Linked DNA regions of Mus musculus: region 1 is linked to region 2. A link is a contact called in public promoter capture Hi-C data. All regions are on one chromosome and are shown on one strand. Each heading gives the region's core, a stretch centred on a gene start, on an enhancer-like site or on the middle of the called end of the contact. The rest is flanking DNA. Distances are from core to core; before and after follow the strand shown.

Region 1 (5,494 bases), core at 2,531-5,030, 370 kb after region 2:
TGTTAACTTTTGTTAACCAACTCATCTTTTGCTGCCTGTTTTTTGGGGGGTTTTTTTGGTTTTGTTTAAGCCAAGATCAGTTATATGGCCCAGGCTGAGCCTCTCTTCCCAGCCTCTCAAATGTTAGAATTACAAGCATGCATCCCTCAGCATACCTTTCCTTTGCTTTTTTTAAAATAGAGTTTTGCCATAGCAACAGAAATCTAACCTAACTAAGCATAGCCGTGCACATGGTATGAGGAACTCACATATGTGTGAATGGAAGTTCATAGAGACCGGCATCACTGCCTAGAGGCCCCTTTCTTCCTTCCTTGCAGTTGTCGTGCTAGCTGACTGTACTACAAAAGAGGTTGTCTGAGGCATAAGACTACCTTCAATAAAACATGCACAGACAGTTTGCTTCTCTGAGATTTCAGAGCAGTGACTACCTTCAATAAAACATGGACAGACGGTTTGCTTACCTGAGACTGCAGAGCAGTTTCCAAAAATTTTAGACAAAGGGTAGGATGAAGAAGGCTGCGGGGTTTTGCACACACTTAAGGTGCGTAAGTAAATAAACTGAGCTACACTGACAGGATGCTCGTTCTAGTAGCCAACCAAAGAGCAGTTGAACCAAAGCACCTAGACTTCAAACATCGTGGGGAGATAATCTTAGGAGTGCTATGCTTCTGCGTCCTACAAGTATTATGAAACTGTCTAGAAAGCACCCCACTGGTAATCCCTTTTTGATTATTTTTTTTATAAATTCTAGTCTTGGGGTTTTGAGTGGCACACAGACATAATGGTTAGGCTTCGGTGTGTGCTCATTCACTTTGCTTCCTGGGGACCAGAGTTTGCGATGAGTCATGTTCCATCTGATTTCTGTCGGATCCGGCTGCAGAGCCATGACTCAGATGGGCTTCAGGCCCAGCTGCTCAGTTCATCTTCTGGGGAATAGATGACAAGGACGGGACAAATGTCCTGACGCACATTTCCTTCTGTTCTTGCACTTCCAGGGTCTAACGAGAGCATCATTACCAACAGCAGGCAGATACGCCTTGCCACAGGCATCTTCCCTGTTGTCAGCCTCCTGAACCACTCCTGCAGGCCCAACACCAGTGTGTCCTTCACTGGCACTGTCGCCACCGTCCGGGCAGCACAGAGGATCGCAAAAGGACAGGAGATTCTGCACTGCTATGGTGAGCCAGCCTTTCTTTCCACTACCCTGCTGTGCCTCACACCTCACATGAAAAGGATAAGGGGACAGGAATCAGCAGATATGGGCCCAGTGCCTCTACTCATCCTCTGAGTCTTTCCTGGAAAGGGCAATGCATCCTTGGGCCAATAAAAAAGGTCTTCTGGCTGTAATAAAAAAGCCCGTTGAGGGCAGTGAGCCATATCCCTCCATGCCTTGTAGACAGCCTATCCTGAAAATGAGCGAGGAGCACTTTCTTGGCTTCTTTCTTCCTGCCCCAGCAGCTTGGAAACGTATCCACTTTCACCCGTGTTTTGTTGTTTTTTCTGAGATGATAGGGCAGAGTACCCAACCTCATATAGGCTAGGCTAGTGTCTATCACTGAGCCAGGACCCCAACCCAGCACCACCATGCCAGTCACGTGATGACTAGGCCAGCCCCTCGGTAGAGTAGGCATTGACTCTCTTGGTGTGACTAGGAACTGTGGGTAATCTCTCTCCAGGGCCTCACGAGAGCCGGATGGGCGTTGCTGAGAGGCAGCAGAGGCTGAGTTCTCAGTACTTCTTTGACTGCCGCTGTGGGGCCTGTCACGCTGAGACACTGAGAGCAGCTGCAGCTCCCAGATGGGAAGCCTTCTGTTGTAAGACTTGCAGAGCGCTCATGCAGGTAAATCTCTGCTGTTCCCAGGGGCAGGGCTCCAGCTAAAGGTTGTCAGTCGCCAGGAGAACCATTCCTGCTTCCCTTCTTGTAACTCCTCCCTACATGTCGCCCGGTCCTGCAGAAAACACAGGTTGTATTTCCTAATATTTTCCCTATAAGTGACACAAAATCTTAAATTACACAAAGGGACCAAAAAAAAAAAAAAAAAAAAAGCCCTAGAAATTTACTTGCTCAAATAAGTCATCAAAAGTTGTGCATCAGGCCTAGCACTTGGGTACTGGTAACCCTAGCACTCAGGAGGCTGAGGAAGAAGGATCTCAAGTCGGAGGCCAGTCTCAAGTGACACCCCATCTAAGAGATCACCATTCCAAGGAGCTATTTCAGAGATGGTTTAATCTGGGGACCCAGATTGTGGATTTTCTGTCTGTTCAATTCCATCTCTCTGTGCTGGCCTCATCAGACACACTCTGTAGTAACTGTGGGAAAATCCGACCCACATAGTTTTCCCTCAGCCTTTGACCCAGAGGGAAGAGCCACAGTGGAGAGCATGAGAGCAGACCCTTGGGTGCTACTGCCAGGTAATGGTGTAGACACTGGAGTCTTCAACATTCATGCCCCAATGCAAAATGGTCTCCACACCAGAGCATGGCATTCTCATTAGAAATAAGTAAATGGAATTGGCTGTGTTGAAAATTGTAAAGCCAAGGGTCAAGAATGAAGCCTTCCCCAGCATGTTTTGTTTTGTTTTGTGTTTTAGGCAGCGTCTCTCTGTGTAGCCTTGGCTCCTGCCCTCTGCTACCTCTCCCAGGTGTGCCACCATGCTGGGCCTAAGCGCCCTGTGCATTAGTGCTCCCTCGATCCTGCTCACTCTTGAGACAGTCTTCCTTCTACTCTGTATCCCCAGATAACCTAGAGTTCACTTCAGAGCCCAGGCTGGCCTCAAACTTGAGATCCTCGTGTCCCAGCTTCTCAAATGCAGTGATATTTACAGGCCTATACCTGGCTTTCCCTGATAGATTCCTAGTAAGATGATTATCCTTTGAGCCATATCTCTCTTCTGCTTCTTCCTCTCTTCCTGCAGGGTTGATCTAGAATTTATTCTAAAGCTGACTGGCCTCAGAATTGCCATCCTACTGCCTTTAGTTTCCAAGTGCCACTTTACTGCAATGTGTCACCACATCCAGAGTTCTGTGTTTGTTTATTTGTCTGTTTTTGAGACAGGGTTTCTCTGTGTAGCCCTGGCTGTCCTGGAACTCACTCTGTAGACCAGGCTACCCTCAAATTCACTGAGATCTGCCTGCCTCTGCCTCCAGAGTGCTGCTGTACACTACCACCACCCATCCAGCTTTCTATATTGGTTTTCCTATGGCGTTTTAAAATAGCCATTATACGTGTGTTTATCATCTAAAGTCCTGGTCCCAAAAGGAGATGAGAGGGGCTGCTAAGGTGAAAAGGATTACAAACGCTTATCAATTCTGTTCAAAAATTAAACCTCAGAGTGGGATTAGCTGCTTCTTTCATTAGAATTGCTATCAGAATTCACTCAGGCCTTGTTTGCGTGTGTTATTGAAGAAGTCTCTTCCTCATCAGGTCAGTGACTCCTTAGCTCAAGTACATGCAATATGCAGTATTGATAACTGTTCTCGCTTAGGAATAAAAATAGAACTGACTTCCACAGGGAAATGATGTGCTGAGCTGTAGCAACGAATCTTGCACAAACTCTGTCAGCAGGGACCAGCTAGTCTCTCGCCTGCAGGACCTTCAGCAACAGGTCTGCATGGCCCAGAAGCTTCTCCGAACCGGTAAACCAGGTGAGATTGGCTCCCTCGCCCTAGGCCTCAGCCCTTCCCTTGTTTATTTTGGTATCACCTTGCCTTACTGAGCAGTCCTCAATAAATGACTGAGGACTTGAATTTAATTATCCCAGCACCAGCCACAAGATGGCTATGTAGGCCAGTGAGACCAGACTGTGACCAGCTGTTACTCTGGTGCCCTTGAAAGTCTTCCTGATGGTTTAAGCTGTGTCTGCTGCGCCAGATAGTTCTAGCAGCTCGAGCACCAGAAAGGCTGTCTGACTTCCATGGGCTTTGTGTGGCTCCAGAGGTCCAATGCCATCATCTGATTCCCAGCTTAAGGACCTAAGCTCCGAGAAGGTTGCTCTGCCCTCAGCAGCAGCAGCAAGTCCTGAGTGCTGCCTGGGCTCGTGGTGTGACTCAGGAGTAGAGCTCGGTAGCTAGCCTGAGCTGAGAGCTGAGAGAAAGAAAGGACTCCTCTCTTTTCAGAAAGGGATTTGCAGAACTCGATGTTAGACCCTGACATGGTAGGAATCTGTTTTGACTATTCTAGCCTAGATTCTGAAGTTGACCTTTAGCCTAGAGTCAAGAAAACTAATGATTACAGGAGGAATGTAGAGTTGGTTGTTAAATGTTGGTTGGAAAATGGATGTTAGAAGCCCAGGGTAAATGTGAGGAAGCCTCATCTAACACCTCTTTTACTGAAAGAGAAAACATAAGCAACCAACAGCTTCCCTGGAATGCCCGGCTGTTGACTCCGTGAGATAAAGAGGCATTTTCACTTTGACCTAACCGATAGAGACCTTGCAACGTGGTCTCTCGTGTCCAGGACTAGATCTGTATCTGTTGTGAGGCATTTTTCCTTTGAATCCATAGAGCAAGCCATTCAGCAGTTGTTGCGGTGCCGGGAGGCTGCTGAGAGCTTCTTGTCAGCAGAGCACACCGTACTGGGGGAAATTGAAGATGGCCTGGCCCAGGCCCATGCTACCTTAGGTATGCTACCTTAGGTATAGCCGGAGTTCTCCTTCCCTGCCGTGTGTTCAGTGCGGCCCTTGCCTTGTCTGTTTGGTTCTCTCTTGCCATCTGAATTGACGCTCTTCTCCCTCCCATTCTGCATTCCTTGCCCCCAGAGCCTTAGGCTAATGGTGTTTCTTTTCCGGAATGAGACATTTCTCTTCTCACAGGGAACTGGCTAAAGTCTGCTGCCCATGTACAGAAGAGTCTCCAGGTGGTTGAAACTCGCCATGGGCCATCCAGTGTTGAAATTGGCCATGAGCTCTTCAAACTGGCCCAAGTCCTATTCAATGGGTAGGCCTTTCTTTTTCCTAGTGTTTGGCCAGGGCACACAGTGCTCTGTGTTTTCCTAGGTGCTTCTGTGTATGGCTTTTTGCTACAGTGCTTTAAAGCATGTTGAAACTCTTTTATTTCCTCTTTAGGACAGATATTTGCCCTCTGCTTCACTGATAGACTTTAAGCTTTGAATTCCTTCCTGAGGATGTGGAGAAAGCCATTAGGTCTGCATGGAGCTTCCCAGGGAGGATTTGGAGGCAGCCTCACCCGCCTCTAGCATTCCTGTCTGCTTAATCACACCTCCCTTGGCTGCCTCAGTCCCTGCTCTCTCAACTCCAGGGCTCGGCCCTTTCCCTGGTTTGCCTCTTATTCCTTTTAAAGCAGTGGTTTTCAACTAGAAGGGATTGCAAATGGCATTTGGCAGTGTTTAGAGACAGTTTTGATTGTTATGGCTGCCAGCATCTAGTAAAGGCTAAACCTACAGTGCACAGGACCGCCTCCACAGTGGAGAGACCCAAGTTAGCTATGTGAAGGCTGAGAATCCCTGCTTTGGAGATTAAAAAAGGAAGCTGAGGGA
Region 2 (6,041 bases), core at 690-3,189:
ATGTGTGAGGGTAAAGGGGGCTATACAGAGACTTAGGAGAAAAGAGTCATGTGGGGATATGTAATTAATTTTTATACTTTCCCCAGTAAACCATCGACCCTTTTTATGATGTCATGAGGGATTCCTTAATTTTGCAGCTGCTTCCTGATTACGTCAGAGAGGAACCTCTCACCCTACAGCCTAGAGCTGTACTCCTCCAAGAATTGGAAACAAATGAAGTGCTGAATATCTAATAGCTTCCACAGGGATAGCCAGTTCAGACTTCCCAGGCCTACTCCAGCAACTCTTCCCCAAGTATTTCTGACCCCCTGAAGTGTCTTTGTTCTGGGAAGACAGGATTTGGCCCAAAGCCAAGTATGTGTGTTTGGCAGGGAGGTGGTGGCTGGGGACTTCTTGAGACACACTACTTCCCTGTCTCCAGGTGTTCTGCAATCCTGGGTCTCTGCCCCTTTCCTGCATCTCCTTTGATGGAGGTTATCTTTCTTGAGTTTTCCAGACTTCTGGAACTAGAAGACGGTCCCCTTTCCCAGTTGTTACCTCTTTCTTGCCCTCCCCATGTCATTTGTTTTCACTTTCTCCCACCCTCCTCCTAGCGGACTTCTCACACTTGCATGTCACTTATTTGCTGTTATAAGGGTTATGAAATGGTCTTTATACAAAGTTTCTTTATTGGTGTTTTTAGAGACAGTGTGTCTTGGAGCCTTGGAGCCTGGGTTGGCTCATGTAGCTGAAATGTAACCTGAAGTTACTGATCCTATTGTTTGTAACTCCCAAATGCTGGCATTATGACCATGTTCGCCTATGCTCTGTCCACATAGTTATGTACTTCCTCTTCATTCAGACGCATTTGTGCTCGGTTAGCTTTTCTAACTGCCCCTACTCCATTACCCTTTTCTAGCTGCCCTAACCTATTGTGGTGTTACTAGGTTAATGGTGTGAGTATGAACGTGTCTGCAATTGAATCCAGGGCCTCACGCTTGGCAAGTAGTCCTCTACTGAGCGATTATACCATCAACTCTTAACTAGATCAGTCTTCACAAAATGTCCAACATAGCTTCATTCATGAAGCTTAAGTGAGTGCTCTCTTTCTGTCTGTTGAGGTCAAGTTTCTTTCAGCATTGTAGGCTCTGTAGTTTTTGGCTCTTGTTATGCTATAGGCAGACTTCATTGAGTGTTTTGAGCATTCCAGCATGCATCCCCGGGGTAATGTACACAGTCCCTCCTGTGCCATCCATTTCTTTCAGTGTTCATATCTTACAGCTCAACCTAGAAATGGTCTCTTTCATTTAAAATCTTTGATAGATAGTAGATGAAAATATTTTCATTCTTTTCAGAGACAAAAGGTGTCTATTTCCCTGCTCCCCTATGAGTTGTCTTCTTCCTTAGATTATCACCTTCCTGTGGGCAGAATCCTATTGAAATTTCTGTTTCCTCCAATTGCACACCTAGATAAGTATTTTTTTCAAATAATGGGAGAGGTTATTTTGGTAGGAATTTTAAATGCTCTTTTCCTACACATCTACTACTTTGAAAAGAACTTTTACAAAAAAAGAAGATGAAGAAGAAGACATTGCCTGTGACAGTTTTACAGTCTTGTAAGACTCAACTGAAGCATCAGGTGTTTCAATTAAGGTTCATCATAAGGAAACTTTCTCCGTCCCTCTGTCTGACCTCTTGACTATACCCTGTTTATGGGATGTGTCACAGCTTGTCTTAGACTGTGTTAATCGAACTCTTCCACCATTGTCATTGTATGTAGCTTGGGTCTATCAGTGTTCCATTCTTCTGACTCATTGATTCCACGCTTAAGGGAATCAAATGCCCAAGGGCAAGAACATCTTTGCTTTTGATCTGAGATCTTACTGCTTCCTTCTACCTCCTCCTTAGCTAGCCACTGTCACAGAGAACTCTGTGGCTCAAGCAACAGCAGAAAGACACTCTCTCTGCCCACTTCCTGTAGACAGGGAGCTTTGGGTGGGCTGCACAGGAACTATGCCAGCCCTGCATCTAACTGGTGACTGACGCATGAGAGAAACAGCCTGATGTTTGAAAGATACAAAAGAGCCAACAAATTACCTCCAGGTGGTGCTGGCTTGGAGGTGGCTAGCTATTCATTTTCTCTGAGAGTAGATGGGGGTGGGGAATCAGTGAAGAAGTGGTTGACTGAATTTTTCTTTAGTTATTATTAGTAATGTAGCCAATGCACTAGTTGCTTGTCTGTGATAGAATGGGTGGTGGATCCAGTGTCCTCTGAATCCTTCCCACTGCTTTCAGGGTAGCGAACTTACATATCACTCACCCTGAGCCAGTCTTTCATTACTGTTCCCATCCACTTGTCAGGAACTGGCTATGTGTACTAAGAATTCTGCTGGTTTCACTGTTGGCAGGCTTTTGTCTGTCACCAGCCAAACCCCATCCAACTACTAGGGTTTTCTCCAAATCTCTCCCATACAACGACTTGGTACCTTATCCCAGGAGTTGATCAAAACCAGTAATTCTGAGTCACTGTCTCTTGGCTGGGCTTACAGGTCCAAGCAGGTGGGCCTGCCTCTCTTCTGCTCCCCTCCTATTCCCTCCCCACCTCTCTGCCTCACTCCCATTTCCTGCAGGAGGATGCTTTGCCATCCTGGAGCCATCAGGCACAGCTTTGCTTTGGCAGCACCATTGCACACACACACTGGTGGGAGAGGGGACGTGTTTATCACTTTTCCTGGAGATTATCTGTTTAAGCACTTCTCTGACAGTTACAATAACAAGGGCAGTGTGTTGTGTTTCCAGCAGAAGGACACTTGCTGTTGAAAGATGTATAGCACTAATTAGAAATACATAACATCCGGCCACATGGCAGCCTTCTCCCGGCCGCCCCATTTCCTGATTTCATACAACTTTGACGACAGTTGGTTTATGTTTTCCATGAATATGTTCTCAAAAAATAAAAAATGAGAACGTCTCCCTGTTACATAGGAGCAAGAAGAACATTTCTGCCTGAGAGCAGGTATTTGGCCACAGGAACACTGGGAAGTATGGTCACTTGCCCACTTGTAGGAGGGACCAAAACCAATTTTAGACCTCAGCGGACTTTCTTGGTAAGAAATATTTCCGGCTGACATCCCTAGCCAAAACCATCCCCCTAAATCCTTAAGAAAGCCTGCTTTTGGAAAGAAGGGGAAAGGCTATTTCACAATGTTAATGAGTTCTTCAGCTCATGTCAGCCTCTGCTACCTGACACAAAGCCAGAGGAACCATGCAAATATCAAGGCAAACAATGCCTTTTCCTCCCCACCCACATCACTTGCTGGTCTGAGTGCCAGCACAACTTCAGATATACATACATACATACATACATACAGACAGACAGACAGACAGACAGATAGAGATATAGATATGGATATATGGATATATAGATATATAGATATGGATGTTCATTAGACTAGACCTAGATTCCTAAATCTAGTCCTAAAGTAAGTGGGCTCTGGACCGTCTAGATGTTGTTTTCCTACCTACTTTCATAAATGAATACTCTCAGGGAGTGGTATCTTGACATTTCTAGCTCATAATGCCTGTATGAGGCCAAGAACATCCTGAATATACTACACACTCAATACATTTTTTTTCACTTGAAATGTATTGGGTCCATGGTTATCATAGTTACTTGGGTAAATGGTAATTCTAGTCAACCTACTAAAAGATCCTTTAGTTACAAAACCCACAATTTATTTGTAGCTATGTTCTCTACTGAATTTAGCATATCAAAGATGCTCTGTATGTGCTTGTCTTATGACCAAGCCATGGACACAGGCCTTTTGTTAATGGTTGCCAGATAGCAAGGCCAGTCTAGGGATGACCAAGACCCACACATTCTTAGATAGCTTGGGATATGTCTACCTGCTTAGTTAGGGAAGAACACCCCTTATTTGTACCTTTTCTTCACCTAGAGCACCCATATAAGCAGGCAGTGTGCTCTGGAGCCTTTGCCTAAGAGAACATGGTGATAGAGAGGTTAAAATAACCATGCAAGGCAGCTGCAAAACTGCCTTCAGACTGATGTCCATTTTTATACCAGAGGCTCCTGTTTTTACAGAGCTTCCATACCTGATAGCAGTACCCAACCCATACTGTTTTGGTTTTTCGAGACAGGGTTTCTCTGTGTTCCCCTGGCTGTCCTGGAACTCACTCTGTAGACCAGGCTGGCCTTGAACTCAGAAATCTGCCTGCCTCTGGGCATGCGCCACCACGCCCGGCTCCAACCCATACTCTTGAGAAGACACAGATACCATTGCTTGTAAGCAGTTCATTCTTGTTGTGCACTAGCTCCCACCCTGAACTCTGAGAAATAATGTAGCTGTTTATTATAAAACTTAAGATGAGCTTGGAGAAAGTCCTCACCCTCTGCCAGTTATGTTGCTAACGAGAATGAACTTTATACCCAGTTTGTGGAACAAAGACTTCTTCCTCCATCTCTGTAGCCTTTGCAGGTAACTTCTGCCTAAAATGTCCAATTGATCAGTGGATGTTAATTTTATCAAGTGTTTCAAGCTACCAGAATGTGGCCTCTACTCATCCTCTCAGCTTCCTCTCTCCTGGCCTTATTCCTTCACTTTGGACTTTGTTGCTTCGTAAAGGCACACTACAGTAGTGGCCTGCAGGAACCCACATTTAGATAGAATGGGATTAACAGTGCTGCTGCCTATGGCTTAGGGAGCAGGGAGACACTACACCTTTCCTTGGGATGAGTTACAGGTCTTCCTCTCTCTGCTCATATCCTTTCTCCTCTTGATGCTTACATGCTTGTTATCTTTGTCTCTTTTTTAAAAAAAAAATATTGTGTGTGTGTGTGTGCTTGCACTTGCATGCAGGCGCAAGCCTATGGGTTCACATATTATAATGCAGGTGTTGGAGCCAGAGAAAACTTTCCAGATTCAGTTCCCTCTTTCCACTACAAGGGTTCCAGGAATGTAACTCATGTTGTAGGGCTTAGTGGCAAGTGCCCCTACCCATTGAGCCATCTCACCTACTCTCTTGTTTCCTATCTCTTTAAACAATGGCTTATCTTAGCATAAGACTAGGAGTGATGACTTACTTATTCTAATCTCATGGATTGTTACGACTTCCTTACAGCCTGTCACAGTTATATTTATTGTAAAGGGTGACATTTGGGACCATTGGGCATCTGGAAAGATGATGGAAAGACCACAATTGAAGGATTGCTCCCCTTATGCTATTCATATGTTGAGCCCTTCTAAGCAGCACCTGGCTTCTCACATCCAGCACTTTGCAAGTGCTTTGGAGTAGGCATTGTGTTCTTCAGTCATTCTTGCTCCTGTGGTGTGAAGACTTAGGAATAGCCATGGTTGTGTAGTGTCTCCTGGAGTAACTTGTTTAGGTCCTTGGCAAACTAGTAAGCTGGCAGGTCAAACAAAATGCAGGCAGGGACAGAGATCAAATGTGTGGATAATTATCCTTTTAACACTAGGAGCTTGAGTTTTCCTGTGAAGGGGATCATCAGATTAGCTGCTGCCAAAGCTGGTGAGTTTGGCCGGCCACTGTGTCCATCTCCCTGTGTGTGCTGGGTGTCTCCCCTCTGAGGCTGAGGCTGAGGCTGGACTGCTGCTCCTGGCATGTTGTTATTGCCTCATAACTGGATGGGATGGCAGTGAAGAGATCACTGAGAGTATGTAGGTAAAGGCAGGGATGTGGAAGTATTATGAAGACTAACTCTGCCCATCAACAAAGTGGCTCCTCTCAGTGACCTAAAACTAGGTGGAAGTTAAAGCCAGGAAGTAAGAGTGAGAAACCAGGGTGCTGGCGTTAGAAGCCAGATTTACTTTTTAACCCGCTGTTGAGGGGCGGGGGAAACTAACACTGATCTAGTACATTATGTAATAAGCATTGTTTTTGACAAAGGTAATTCTCTCAGCAAAAATAAGTTAATGTGTTTTTGTGTCTCATGTGTGCTGTCTTAGGATGAGGAATATAGAGGGCCTAGGCCTGAAACCAAAGTTGGTGATCTAAGAAGATAAATTGTAAATGTGTTATTGACT

What was found. Promoter capture Hi-C pulls out the DNA fragments that hold promoters and counts their contacts.
Region 1: a promoter capture Hi-C map of hippocampal neurons shows a contact between it and region 2, with 1.7 times the contacts expected there. The contact joins two enhancer-like sites. A contact is called at or near these places in 7 of 39 promoter capture datasets (the C10 cell line, cranial neural crest, hippocampal neurons and 3 more).

Annotation. Positions count from the first base shown.
Region 1 is chr11:75,398,606-75,404,099 of GRCm38.p6, forward strand. It overlaps Smyd4 (SET and MYND domain containing 4), which reads left to right. Exons shown (of 11, transcript NM_001102611.1): 6 at 996-1,178; 7 at 1,677-1,840; 8 at 3,513-3,645; 9 at 4,504-4,620; 10 at 4,812-4,935. Among named protein-coding and RNA genes, the nearest start is that of Serpinf1, 21 kb to the right of the region's middle. Within about 2 kb of position 3,781, at least 141 of the 459 cell types and tissues checked have an H3K27ac peak or open chromatin away from gene starts, as enhancers often do. A contact at or near this core is called in hippocampal neurons, where this site is marked.
Region 2 is chr11:75,031,177-75,037,217 of GRCm38.p6, forward strand. The region is part of intron 10 of Smg6 (Smg-6 homolog, nonsense mediated mRNA decay factor (C. elegans)); the gene reads left to right. Among named protein-coding and RNA genes, the nearest start is that of Gm51907, 98 kb to the right of the region's middle. Within about 2 kb of position 1,940, at least 39 of the 459 cell types and tissues checked have an H3K27ac peak or open chromatin away from gene starts, as enhancers often do. A contact at or near this core is called in hippocampal neurons, where this site is marked.